Regions from separate parts of the Astyanax mexicanus genome. Here region 1 is linked to region 2. The links are chromatin contacts, called in public Hi-C maps. All regions are on one chromosome and are shown on one strand. The core of a region is the stretch at or near the end of the contact, and the rest is flanking DNA. Distances in the headings are between cores, read along the strand shown. Region 1 holds the start of cops9 (COP9 signalosome subunit 9). Region 2 overlaps LOC103030360 (beta-galactoside alpha-2,6-sialyltransferase 1).

Region 1 (6,145 bases), core at 1,509-4,008, 85 kb after region 2:
ATTTATTTGCCTTTCCATTTCTGGAAAAAGTAAACCAAGCATTCAAAATGAGCATGTACACATATGTCTCCACTAGTTTATATTAGCTAAAAGATCACATCCATTATTTAATTAATGCACACATTTTTTGGTAAGTTAAATATGAAATCCGTTAAAAAAAAAAAAATACATAAACTCTTAAAACATGTTTTTTTTCTATAACAATATTCTATCACTGTTGCAAAAAATCTTAGCAAAGGCATTAGCTCATATGTATTAATCTCACAGTACAAAAAAATAACTTATTTAACCATACCCATAAAATTAAAATCTATTTTGGTATAAGGATTTTTTTAATCAAGTGAACTGCTAACCATTTAAATATTATACTTTTTTATACTTGTGATGAAATTTAGTGTTGTTTATATACATATATACAGCAGCATCCACACTCTATACTATACACTTTTCAATACATAAGTACAAGTAATAACAAAACAGACCAAATATGCAAGTCTCCTTACTAAAATAAAAAATCAGTTGAGGACCTGGAGCCAGTTGGACCAGTAGTGTGCAATTTCATACGTAGTTTAGTTCTGACATAAGTATTTACTAATTTCAAATTTTACGAGTTACATCATCAAAGCGGGTTGCACCATACAAACTAGTATAAACGTCGTTTTTATTAGTTATAAAACAGCATATGAATTTGTGGTCCAACCAGATTTGTAAATAGATTGTTTGTAATCAACTGGTGTTAACTTAAGACTCAACCCAGCCTTGATTTGTTTGTGTGGATGACCAGATTTGAAGTCACCTTAACGCTATCTTTAAGAAACTCCTGAAGACAGAGCTCTTCAAAGAGCACTTACTCTCCTAACACCTCTAACAAACTAACTAATTCTAACCTCATCTCCTTCTTAAGGCCCTATCTATAGATGCTTTATTTTTAACTTCTATTATTTTTGTACTTAACCTCTTCTATTATTTGCACTTCAATATTGTAAGTCGCTTTGGACAAAAGCGTCTGCCAAATGTAATGTAATGTAACCACCAAAGTCCAGCTTAGACCATTTGAAATCAAGTACCATCAAAAGCTGGGCTGGGTTGCTTCAATTTAGTTCCTTCTTAAGCTTGTGTGTAAAGCCTCTACTAAGTCTAACTCATGTGCACAGGTACAGACTGTGGCTTTTACATAAAGAAAACAACTTCATCAACATGCTGACATGGAAACTCGGTTGTCCACCAGCACAGATGTTTCTATAATGTATTATTATAAATAAAAAAAAGCCTTAACTACATTATATAAACAAACAAAAACTTTATTTACAAAATATACACTTTAGCTTGGAGTGGGCTTAGTCTCCAAGCAAACAATGACAATGAGTCCAGATTGTACAATGCACCCGAAAAAAACTAAATTATTAGGAAAACATGAAATCTTATTAACTAACTTATTAACCAGCTGATCTTCTACGTAGTTTAACCTCTTCACAGGCAGGCATTTTAGTCAGCATGATTACACGCCAATATCTTTAGGATATCTAATCAAGCATTACATAAAAAGGTTTCATGTTTGATACGAAACGTTATCAAAAATCCTAATTGTAAGAGTAAAAGAAAATATTTTACATATTTAAAGTAAATCTGCAAAATGTCAAAATACAATTAAGCTTGGAGCTTTCCTAAAATGCATTGAATTTTAAAATCATTATTTTTTTTTTTACTGAATACACATCAAACATTTATGTCCTTCAAAACCTTTAGTTTCGTTATGTTTGTCTAGTTATGTCTATTTTCAAACATGCAGAATTTGGGTTTATTATCAAGCGGAATTATCAAGTGGAGTAGAGAGTGAACAGGCAGCTTCTCCAAGTGTCCTGTAGGAGTCTCCGAAGCCCTTGAAGTTTTTAAATGTAAATATGTAAAGTTATTTTTAAATAACTGCAGAGAAACGTAGATTTGTTTCATCTACACTTGTGAATGCATGTTAATATAGCTAGTTAACTACTGTAAACTGGTCAATCAACTTTACCAGCACAATCAGGCTGTAAACAAACATTAAGCTATCCAGCTAGCCAGTTAACATTAGCAGCTAGGTTAGCTAAACCTAAACTTCAACCGCTGTAAATCAGCTCACGTAATTTTACCGCGGGGCTTTTGTACAGTTTTTACACTTGAAACAAAGGTAAGGACTACAGTGCTGCTGAATAAAGACATATTAGCCTAGATAATTTTAGATTTAAGATAGATAAGCTAACCTAATTTACTTAGCTAGGTAGCGTTAGCTAGGTTTGCTGTTTGCTAACCTAGTTAGCTTAAGTGAAATAGGTAGTATATCAAGTTAGGTAAAACATATTAAATTAGAGAAAGTGCGGTATATTACTCAAAAACCAAACACATGTGATGTTAGTACACTTAGCTAGCAATTATTGTAGCCTAGCTACCTATACATACAGTAGCTAAGCTAGTTAGCTAAGCTAGTTAGTTAAGCAGCTGTTATAAGATGAAGCCACGGCTAGGCTAGACTGGGCTAGTTTATTCAGGCAGTTCTAATAAAGGACTGACCTCATCCAGGTCCACATACGGTCCCGCTCCTTCAGGAAACATCTCGTCCACTGCTGGTTTCATCTCTCCAGGGTAATAAGTTTAAACCCAGCGCTGATTAAATCCTGTTTCACTGGAGCTTCAAACACAGCCACCCGAGCCTGTCCCGTTAGCCTAACAGCTAATACTGCTGTTACACTGAAATACATCCGGATCGAAAACAGGACCCACCGGCTCTGAAGGGGACTGGGCTCCTTCATCAGTTCAGCAGTACCTCAAGTTCATTTCTAATAATATCAGATATTATTGCACTACAGAGTCCCTGAAGAATGTTACAAAACACATCTACATCCAGTAAAATGATGCGTAAACGTGGGTATTGAATAAAGATATGTTTATGTGCAAGAATGTGTAAAGAAGTACAGCTCTGGAGAAAATGATAAGATTATAAGAAAATTATTTTCTGAATCAGTTTCTCTGATTTTGCTATTTATAGGTATATGTTTAAGTAAAATGAACATTTTTGTTTTATTCTGTAATCTACAGACATTTCTCCCAAATTCCAACATTTTTTGCAGAAATAACAAAAAAGATGCAGAGCTTTCAGACCTCAAACAATGCAAAGAAAACAAGTACATAAAGTTTAGAAATCAATATTTAGTGAAACAACCCTGGTTTTTAATCATAGTTTTCTTGCATCCCGACATGTTCTCCTCCACCAGTCTTACATACTGCTTTTGGATAACTTTTTGCAACTCCTGGTGCAAAAATTCAAGCAGTTCAGCTTGATTTAATGGCTTTTGATCATCCATCTTCCTCTTGATTATTTTCCAGAGGTTTTCAATTTGTTAAAATCAAAGAAACTCATCATTCTTGTTGTACGCTTACCGAAACTTTTTTTCTAATTTGTTGCATTATGTAGATTACCTATGTCAGTGCCATCATAATAAGGAAGTGGTGATTTAAATAATCAGCCAACATTACAATATTTTTTTCTCAACAAAAATATAATTAATGCCATAGAGTTTTAAACAATTGATTCCCTGTTTATTCAGTTTAAGTAAAGCATTCCATCTGAACTAAAGGAATGGTTTATTAAATGAACCATTAAACAGATCGTTCAATTGAAGGAACAATTTAAGTAATTAATCAAGGCAGTGTTTAAGTAAATGTTGATTTCTGATTTAATAGTAGTATTACTAAATAGTTAATTACTAAATATTCCCTTTTTATTGTGTTTTGCTATATGCATATATGTCTTTGCCTTGGCAAATAAATAAATGGCTGATTTACACAATAAAGCATACCTGGGCATTTTGCTGCCCAGGGGCCACACTCCTTTGCCTTTCAAGCCCAAAACAAACTAGACTTCCTCACTGAACAGGAAAGAAGTAATAAAAATGAGGTAATTAGACTACAAACCAAACAGCAATAGTACTTTTATATTAAGTGAATTTAATGCTGGTCTTTACTGCAAACATTACATACTGAACATTTTGTTCACAATTGTTTATGTAAATGTTGATCAGATAATCGTATACTATTACTGTATTCACTATGCCTGCTTTACATTTGTGCTGCTTAATTGTAACAGCTACTCTTATCAGTAACACTGTATCAAAACCATGTTATTATTGCATTTATTAAAGAGGTCAAATTAACATTGATCCAACTGAGATTAGTCTGTAGGTCCGGCCCTCCAAAACAGTCCCAGTGTACCATGTGTCTCCATGGGACAATTAAAAGGCTATATGAAATTCATTACGTATAAATTGTTACAAAAAATGACAGTTGATAAAATTACATTTCTCTAGTTGAGTTTTGATAGACATGTTTCAAATGAAGATATAACAAAGTCAATAAAAAAACATTGATGCATTATGTTCTTGATATATATTTCATGTTAGATGCATTACTCCATACACATATGTTTTCCTGTATGTTAACTAAATCCTATCCTTTCATCATGTAGACAGTTAACCTCAGCTTTCCTTCAGCGTTCCTGGTGCTCAGGCACTTCATAGCCCAAGGTGTCTCCAAGGTGCTGGTGGGCATAGAAAGCCCTGGCCATATGGTTGATTTGGTTGTAGGCTCCAATGCTGCGGAAGTATTCTATGTAGTTCCAGAAATCAGAGGTGGAGTATGGCCAGTAGGGCACAGCTGGGGGCTCGTCATAGGGAACTAAAAAATAGCAACATTAATAGCAACACCATCCTTATCCTTATCATTAACAACAATATATAGGAATAATATAAATGACATATTTTATAAGTATAGTTACAGTAGTGGCACTTAAATGGTGTTTAGCTTAAATGATAAAAATCTCTGAAATATGAGAAAAAATAAAAAATAATATTTTTATTAATAACATCATGTTAATAACAGCATTTTTCTTTTTGATGTTGTTATCAATTGCATAAACAGTGTCTTACCTCCTTCAGGAACATATCTGGCATCTGAGAGGAGGGAGAGATAGAGAGAGAGAGAGAAAGAGAGAGAGAGAGAGAGAGAGAGAGAGAGAGATGGAGGTGTATAATATTCAGAGCAACACACTCACAAAGAGCTGATTCAGCTATGGCCCATTGGGGTGCCCCTTAGAGACTGGAGAAATGCTAGCATTTCCTATCCAAGTATTATTTCTGTCTGTTTTCAGTCTCAGTCCAGTATTAAACACTATAATGTTGAATCTGAACCGCAAAATAGAAACTTATAGTATTTCTTAACATGTCATTTTAGCACATTTACTGAATATAAGTATCACAACATTGAACTAGCTAGATTAAATAAAAAAATATATATTTTAACTACTTACCACTGAGATGATTGGCGACAAAGCACGTAAAGAAAACACAGAACAGGACACACCACTTCATCGTCCTCTAAACACAAACAGGGGAAAATCAAAGTGAACATATAAATATATGCATTTCTTCCAATTATACAAATCCTCTAGTTTTACTCTGTACTGTCTGCAACACAGACAGTATAGACTAAAATTTTGTCAATTTTTTGTCTATTTCTTTTAAAAGATTAAAAACCTTACCTGCTGTATTGCAATTACCAGCTTTGCTGATCCACTCCAAGGAGCTGAAAAGGTTTAGTGTTGGACACAGGACTGCCAGTGTAATACTGAAGCTGAATTTTTAAGGAAGTGTGTGTCCCCTCCCCAAACACATTTCCATCCTCAAAATCCCCCTCATCTACATGAATTTGTATTTTAGATTTTTTTAAATGTTTTTGTATCATTTAGTTTTATTATACAGCATTAAGGCAATGACGCAAATATTCCAGTGTTAAATCAACACTGTTAAATTAGTATTAATTGAAAAATGGGCTGTCAGCTAGTCTCATTGAAAGTTTAGTTGTCTAGCCTTCTGTTTTATTGGACTAAAAAATAACTGACAGTTAATGACGGCACATCTAAACACTCATATTTAAGTGAGTGTACCATGGCAACATCAGATCCTATTTTTTTTTTTTTTTTTAAGAATACAAAGCGCCTGTACTGCTTTTTGTGAGATAGTGGGGAAACAAATCATAAAGTCAACCTTACTTGTATTTTGGACACAGGGTATATTTTACAGTCTGCAAATGCATGTGTAAAATGTGAGTTTTAGTG
Region 2 (5,991 bases), core at 3,490-5,989:
GTTGAAATGTTTGTGAGACACCATGCTTTCCATTTTATCCATTATCGCTTAACCTACATGGCCTAGAGGGCTTTATTCTCTTGCTAATAGCATTTCCCTTGCTTTGCACTTCAAACATGTTTTCTTCTTCCCTCTATCCTATTTTCTGCCTTCATTACCTGCCAGTGTAAAGTTCCTCTGCAGTCCACCGCTCGGGCTGCTGAGAGAGCACCACAAGCACAAACGTGTCCTTTGGATGAAATGATGCCCCTTTTAAATGGCTTCTGCAAATGTAAACAAACTTGGTATATTGGCTGTAGCAGAGAAGATGACAGTATTGTCATTTGCATTCATTCTTTATCTAAATTGAAGAGCGAGGACATGACATCCACTGTTGATTTATTGCATTTTTTGTGTCTCAGTCTAGCTCTAGTTGTTCACAGTAGTGAATCTAGAGAACATCAATGGCATAAAAGTAAGAATAAGAAACAAATCTAATTGACATTCAGCAATAACATCTCCGTAGTGTGTTTATCTGAAAAACACTGACACTGATAGATGGAACAGAACAATTGCAGGATTTATCTGTACGGGTTTATGTCATAAACTCTACAGCTGTTTTATTAGAAACACCAACCCAACTTGCTTGTATAAAGGATGAGAATTAATCTGCTCATGTTAACTCTCTTTTGGAGATCCTGAAGGTCTTTTGACCTGGACAGTTTAGATTAAAATACCAGGTTTTATTTTCCAGGTATTCCTGAAGGTTTAATTAACTGGATTTGGTGTATTAAATCTGATAATCTCTTTAGAAGTGGTCAGTTTCTAAAAACAGTCTTTTACATAAAACACTACGGCTACATTCACACTACCAGACTGAAGTGACTTAAATCTTAAGATTTTTTGCTCAACATGGCTCAGATCTGATTTTTTAATGATTGTGTGAACGTGCCAAATCCGATTTTTTCAAATCAGATCTGCTCCACTTCCTTATGTGGTCCTAAATCAGTGAAGAAGGCAACGTTCATACAGGTATTAATGTCCGCATGTGAGGCGTTTCAGGGACAGATTCGTTCACATTACACACAGATACAGGTCACTTACATTTGTGAATGTGAACCGTCATGAAAGCCAAATCTGATCTGAGCAAAAAATCGGATTTAAGCAATGTGGCTCGTAATGTGAATGAAGCCTAAGTATCTCCACAAGTATCCATTTTACTTTACTTCTTCTATAGTAATCACATATATCAGTCAAAAAGCTTGTACCTCTATTAAAATTCCATAGAAAGTTATATATGTTTTTGTGTATATACATAGCATAGCATGTTTTAAAATACATGAAAAAATGCTTTAAATATACTTCTTTTCTTCTGTATTTGTCCATCGCTTTGTTCAAATGGCACAGAATAATATATGGGCACACAATATGACAATGCCGTAAAATGCATTTAACGTTGAAATAGCAGAGTAATTATTCAAAGCGATGACATTTAATATAACGTCATCATTTTGTTTAACCAGAATGTGTTGGCATTTTGTAATCAGTACAAGCAGTAGCAAAGACGTAGAGCAGCTCGCACGGGGTGAAGCAGAACACATCCAGTGACCTTTACAGAGGAACAGAGAGAGAAACAGTTTTCATCCCCTTAGATATCCCCCGGTTTCATGTTTTAATTACCTTCTTAACTCAGAGAAAACAGGCAGCTGTAACAGAACTGTAGATCAGATAGGATGGAGTTATCTGTAATGATGCACTTAGTTCATCTGATCAAAGAAGCATACAATTATAATTATACTGTGGCGCTGACATTGTGCGGTATTACAATGCTGATGTATTATAATAAAGTACTGCATTAATGTTCTTATATTTAATGTATTCACATTTTGCTTTAGATTACTTACATGTAGCACGAATTATCTGTGGCATATTATGAACAGTACAGTAAGTACAATTACACAGGTACAAATGTCTATTGTTGAATATTTGTCACATCGCTTTTATTTTTATGTTTTTTGTATTGTTGATATATTGTTATTTTAATGGATTCCTGTAAAGCTTCTTTCTGACAGTGTCACAGGTGTAAAAAGGGCTATACAAATAAATTTCACTTGATATATCAAATAACCCATATTATTTTATTTATTCATTAATATATAGTCAAAACAAAATATTACAAAATACAGCTTTTTAATGATGTGTTTACTTTTTGAAGATAAAATTATAGAAATTCTGCCAAAATCCTTTGAAAAAAATAGCAGGCTACTAAACATATGGTTTTTTTATGGCCAAAATAAGGCAACCCCTCCTAATATTAAATACTGTACATGTACCTAGATTTCTGTAGATGAGGAGGTTCACTGGCTGCAATCTTTAATAACAAAATGACAGAAATAAAAGCTTCATTTCTGGTACAAAAACAACAAACAACAATAAAAAAACATCTATCACAGTTTATTTGTACTTTGCTATCCCATAGTGTCTTAATAGAATCTCATTAATACAGCATGAGGAATGTACGCTTGCAAATCTAAAAATGTATTCAGTACACATAATTACATTTAGACTTATTTTAAATGAATATCTTACATACCACCACAGATGCCTATTACATTTATATCATCACATCTCAGACGCCTGATAGTTCCGTTTTTAAAGCACATAGTAAATAATAAACATATGGTGATTTTTATGGCCAAAATCAGGCAACCCCTCTCAACATTAAATACATGTACAGACATTTATGTGGATGAGGAGGTGGACTGGCTGCATTTTTTTATTACTTTGCTCTTAAAGCAGCATTTTGTCATACTTGGCATTTCTTGCTACAGATATCTGCAGTGTAGTTTTAAAGTTGTAGTTTTGTTATTTGAATTAGCATATACTAGTCAGAATTCATTTGCAGTTATTAATGCTATACTGTGCTGTGAGGAGCTATAGCTTAAGCTTTGTAAATATGGTTTCTGTGATGTATTGATGTAACAGTAATCAAATAATACATTAATGATTACAAAAATAAATCATTTATCATTTATTTTTATTTGTTCCTTATCAGACAAAGGTAAGAAAATACATGTTTCCTAAAGCAAGTTGCAAAATGTTGCATGTATATTTAAAGTTTAAAGGTATTAAAAGTATGACACACTCAAAAAATAAAACATTACATTCATAAATCCTATAATCTGTTTTTTATTTAAATACACCTGATTTCATGGGGAAAAAAATAGCTAATGTCCATAACTTGCATTAACACATCTTCTGTATATACTCATAAATTATCATGTCTCTTTCTATAAATTCTAGCTTCTTTATTCAATAACGTAGGTCTAGTGTGTGTGTGTGTGGTAACCATATGTAATGTATATTAAGGAAAACAATTGTCTTAATTGTCACAATTTTAACTTTATTTACAATTAAGATTACATGCTAATAACAGGTAATACAGTTAGCATTGTTCTGTTCTTATTCTTTGTTTATGTATGAATAATAACATGCGAATAATAAAAAGTCACAGCTGAGGAATCCAATCAGTAAGCATGGGCTGATGGGCAGTTAGCTTTGATAAACGAAAGATCCATTTGTGGTACAAAAACAGGTGAGTCTCCCGAAATACTTGTCTAAATGCAGTTAAACAACAATAATAAAAAAAACATCTGTCACAGTTTATCCAGTTTATTTGTACTTTGCTATCCCATACTTTTTTGTGAGTGTCTGAATAGAATCTCTTTAACACAACATGAGAAATGCATGTTTGCAAATGTAAAAAAAAACTGATTCTTAGACAGTAAATGTTGTTTTTGAATGAAACACATTCTGTTACATTGGACCTCATTCAGTACACATAATTACAATTAGACTCTGTAATCAATAAGGTTGGTGGTAGTATAGAATATTGAGCTTCTCAATAAATAACTTACAGACCACCACAGATGAATATTACATTTATATAATCACATCTCAGACGCCTTTAAGTTCAGTTTCTGAAGCACAGTAAATAATAAATTATAATTTTAACACATTCATCAAACTTATAAAACCACACACACACACTTCCTTCTGAGGCAAGAATATAAATCTAGTCACTAGAGGGAGGCAAAGCATTGCATTCTGGCAGTGGTCTGTAATCTCAGCGGTCCAGTAACTCTCAGGTCTGCGGTTCCACCCAAATCTATCATATAAATATATAAATTATATTAAATACAATAAAATCTATTTTACGACCGCATTGTTTTGTCTTTGGTTTAGTTAACTGTTTTAAGCTGCTCACTACAGTGTTTACAAACTAATTGTTGAAATATTGTGAGACATTGATAGAGGTAAAAAAAAAATATATATATATAAGACTCTTATTTTGCCTCAGAATTAAATGCCGATTTCCCCAAATAGGTGTTGGATCCTTCTCTGTCAGGTCAGAAAGTGTCCCAGCTATACCAGTACTGACCAACACACCATCTTTCATACCACTCAACTCCCAGCTTCCTGTCAGTAGATCTGCATATATCAGAAACTAAGTTATATTTATTTTTAATTATTTACCTTCCTTTTATAGGAGATTTACTTTAATTTTTTTTCAATTAAACATTTTATTTTATAGTCCCCTTATAAATGTCTTTTGAATAATGAATCACCAATTAAATGTCATTTTGAAAGTAAAAATTCTGCAATAGTCACCATCACACAAATATAAAACAAAATGTGCTGCCATTAGGGAGGATTGAGTTGTAAGAAAATGTGCTGGGTGTTTGCCTGTAGTCAGGAGGTGTGTAAGCTTTTGTACCAGTTGGTGTGCTAGCTGCAGGAAGGTTTGCTCAGCTGGCAGAAAAGGATCCAACACATCTCAATTTTCCCTTTGTGGTGAAGTCCTGAAAAACAACAAAACCCTAATTATTCTCATCTAATAAGTTTTATCGGTCAGTGCTGGTTTTTGCAAGCTAAAGACATTAAAGCCTGGAAAGCTTTAAACCTTCACCCCACTCACTTAACTAGGCTGGATTTCTTGAATTTTACCAGTAAAAAAAATACTTTCCCTTCTGATGTGTCTATCTTTTATTGTTAGGTAGTACAGGAGCCTGGTTTCCTGTTTACTCAGCTTGCTTCTCCTTTTTTGTTTGCTCAGAGGCACACTCATAAGGTCATGTTCGCATTTGCAAAGTTCATGTACAGTAACTAGCAGAGTCTGGTGGTGATGTACTGTTCTGCAGTGTCTCCCACACTTTACCATTTCAGAAGCTTTTACTAGGGTTTTCACTAGTTCACAATTTAAATAATTAGAAAATATTTGTGTTAGGGTTTTCCTGCTCTGCTTTTCTCTGCTGTGTTTTCTTGTGAAATGTGTCAGTTTTCTCTGTATTGAACACTAATTACTGAGCAAATATGCTAGGAAAAATGCATAGGGCAGTGACAAGATAATATAAAGTTGCTGTGTAATTACTGTGTGCTAGGAAATAAGAGCACTTTTATTGTTATTGTTCACAGAGTAAACTGTTGATTCAGGGCTACACTAGCATTGTTGCCCATTGCTCTGGCTGTTGCTTTCATAATTATTATATAATGTACAAGCATAACTACCAAAAATATACTTACATTAAAATGTAATTAAAATACTGATGTATTCTTCATTTTAAAGACGTATGTGAAAAGTATGTGAACCCTTTGGGATTACTTGGATTTTCGTGTTCTGATCTTCATCTAAGTCACAACAATAGACAAACACACTCTGCTTAAACGAATACCACACAAAGAAATATATGTTTGCATGGTTTTATTACACTCAGCATGTTAACATTCACAATGAGGGGGGAAAATATATGAACGCCTATGCTAATTACTTTTCTAAGAGCTAGGATATGATGAGATTGGATGTGCTGTTTAAAGCTGCCCTTCAGACAGCTTTAAACATTATGTGGTAAACTGAAAATCTCTGACCTACCTTTCATTAGCTCCAGTATTAAAAATTATAATTGCGTTAAAAGCCTTAATATAAATACCACTCTGACAGCCTGGTGGGATTTT

The links. A called contact is a pair of places that touch in the nucleus more often than the background predicts.
Region 1: a contact with region 2 is called in a Hi-C map of muscle, with 10 times the contacts expected there. The contact joins the promoter of cops9 here to the enhancer-like site in region 2. A contact is called at or near these places in 2 of 3 Hi-C or Micro-C datasets (blood and muscle).

Annotation. Positions count from the first base shown.
Region 1 is chr1:100,964,406-100,970,550 of AstMex3_surface, forward strand. It overlaps cops9 (COP9 signalosome subunit 9), which reads right to left and starts at 2,759. Exons shown (of 3, transcript XM_049462917.1): 1 at 2,548-2,759. The coding sequence starts at 2,610. It overlaps otos (otospiralin), which reads right to left. Exons shown (of 4, transcript XM_007252345.4): 1 at 5,570-6,145; 2 at 5,339-5,405; 3 at 4,959-4,982; 4 at 3,962-4,707. The coding sequence starts at 5,399. The coding sequence ends at 4,520.
Region 2 is chr1:100,877,737-100,883,727 of AstMex3_surface, forward strand. It overlaps LOC103030360 (beta-galactoside alpha-2,6-sialyltransferase 1), which reads right to left. Exons shown (of 6, transcript XM_007252341.4): 6 at 3,366-5,991. Among protein-coding and RNA genes, the nearest start is that of LOC125799454, 30 kb to the left of the region's middle. Within about 2 kb of position 4,740, the one cell type or tissue checked has an H3K27ac peak away from gene starts, as active enhancers do.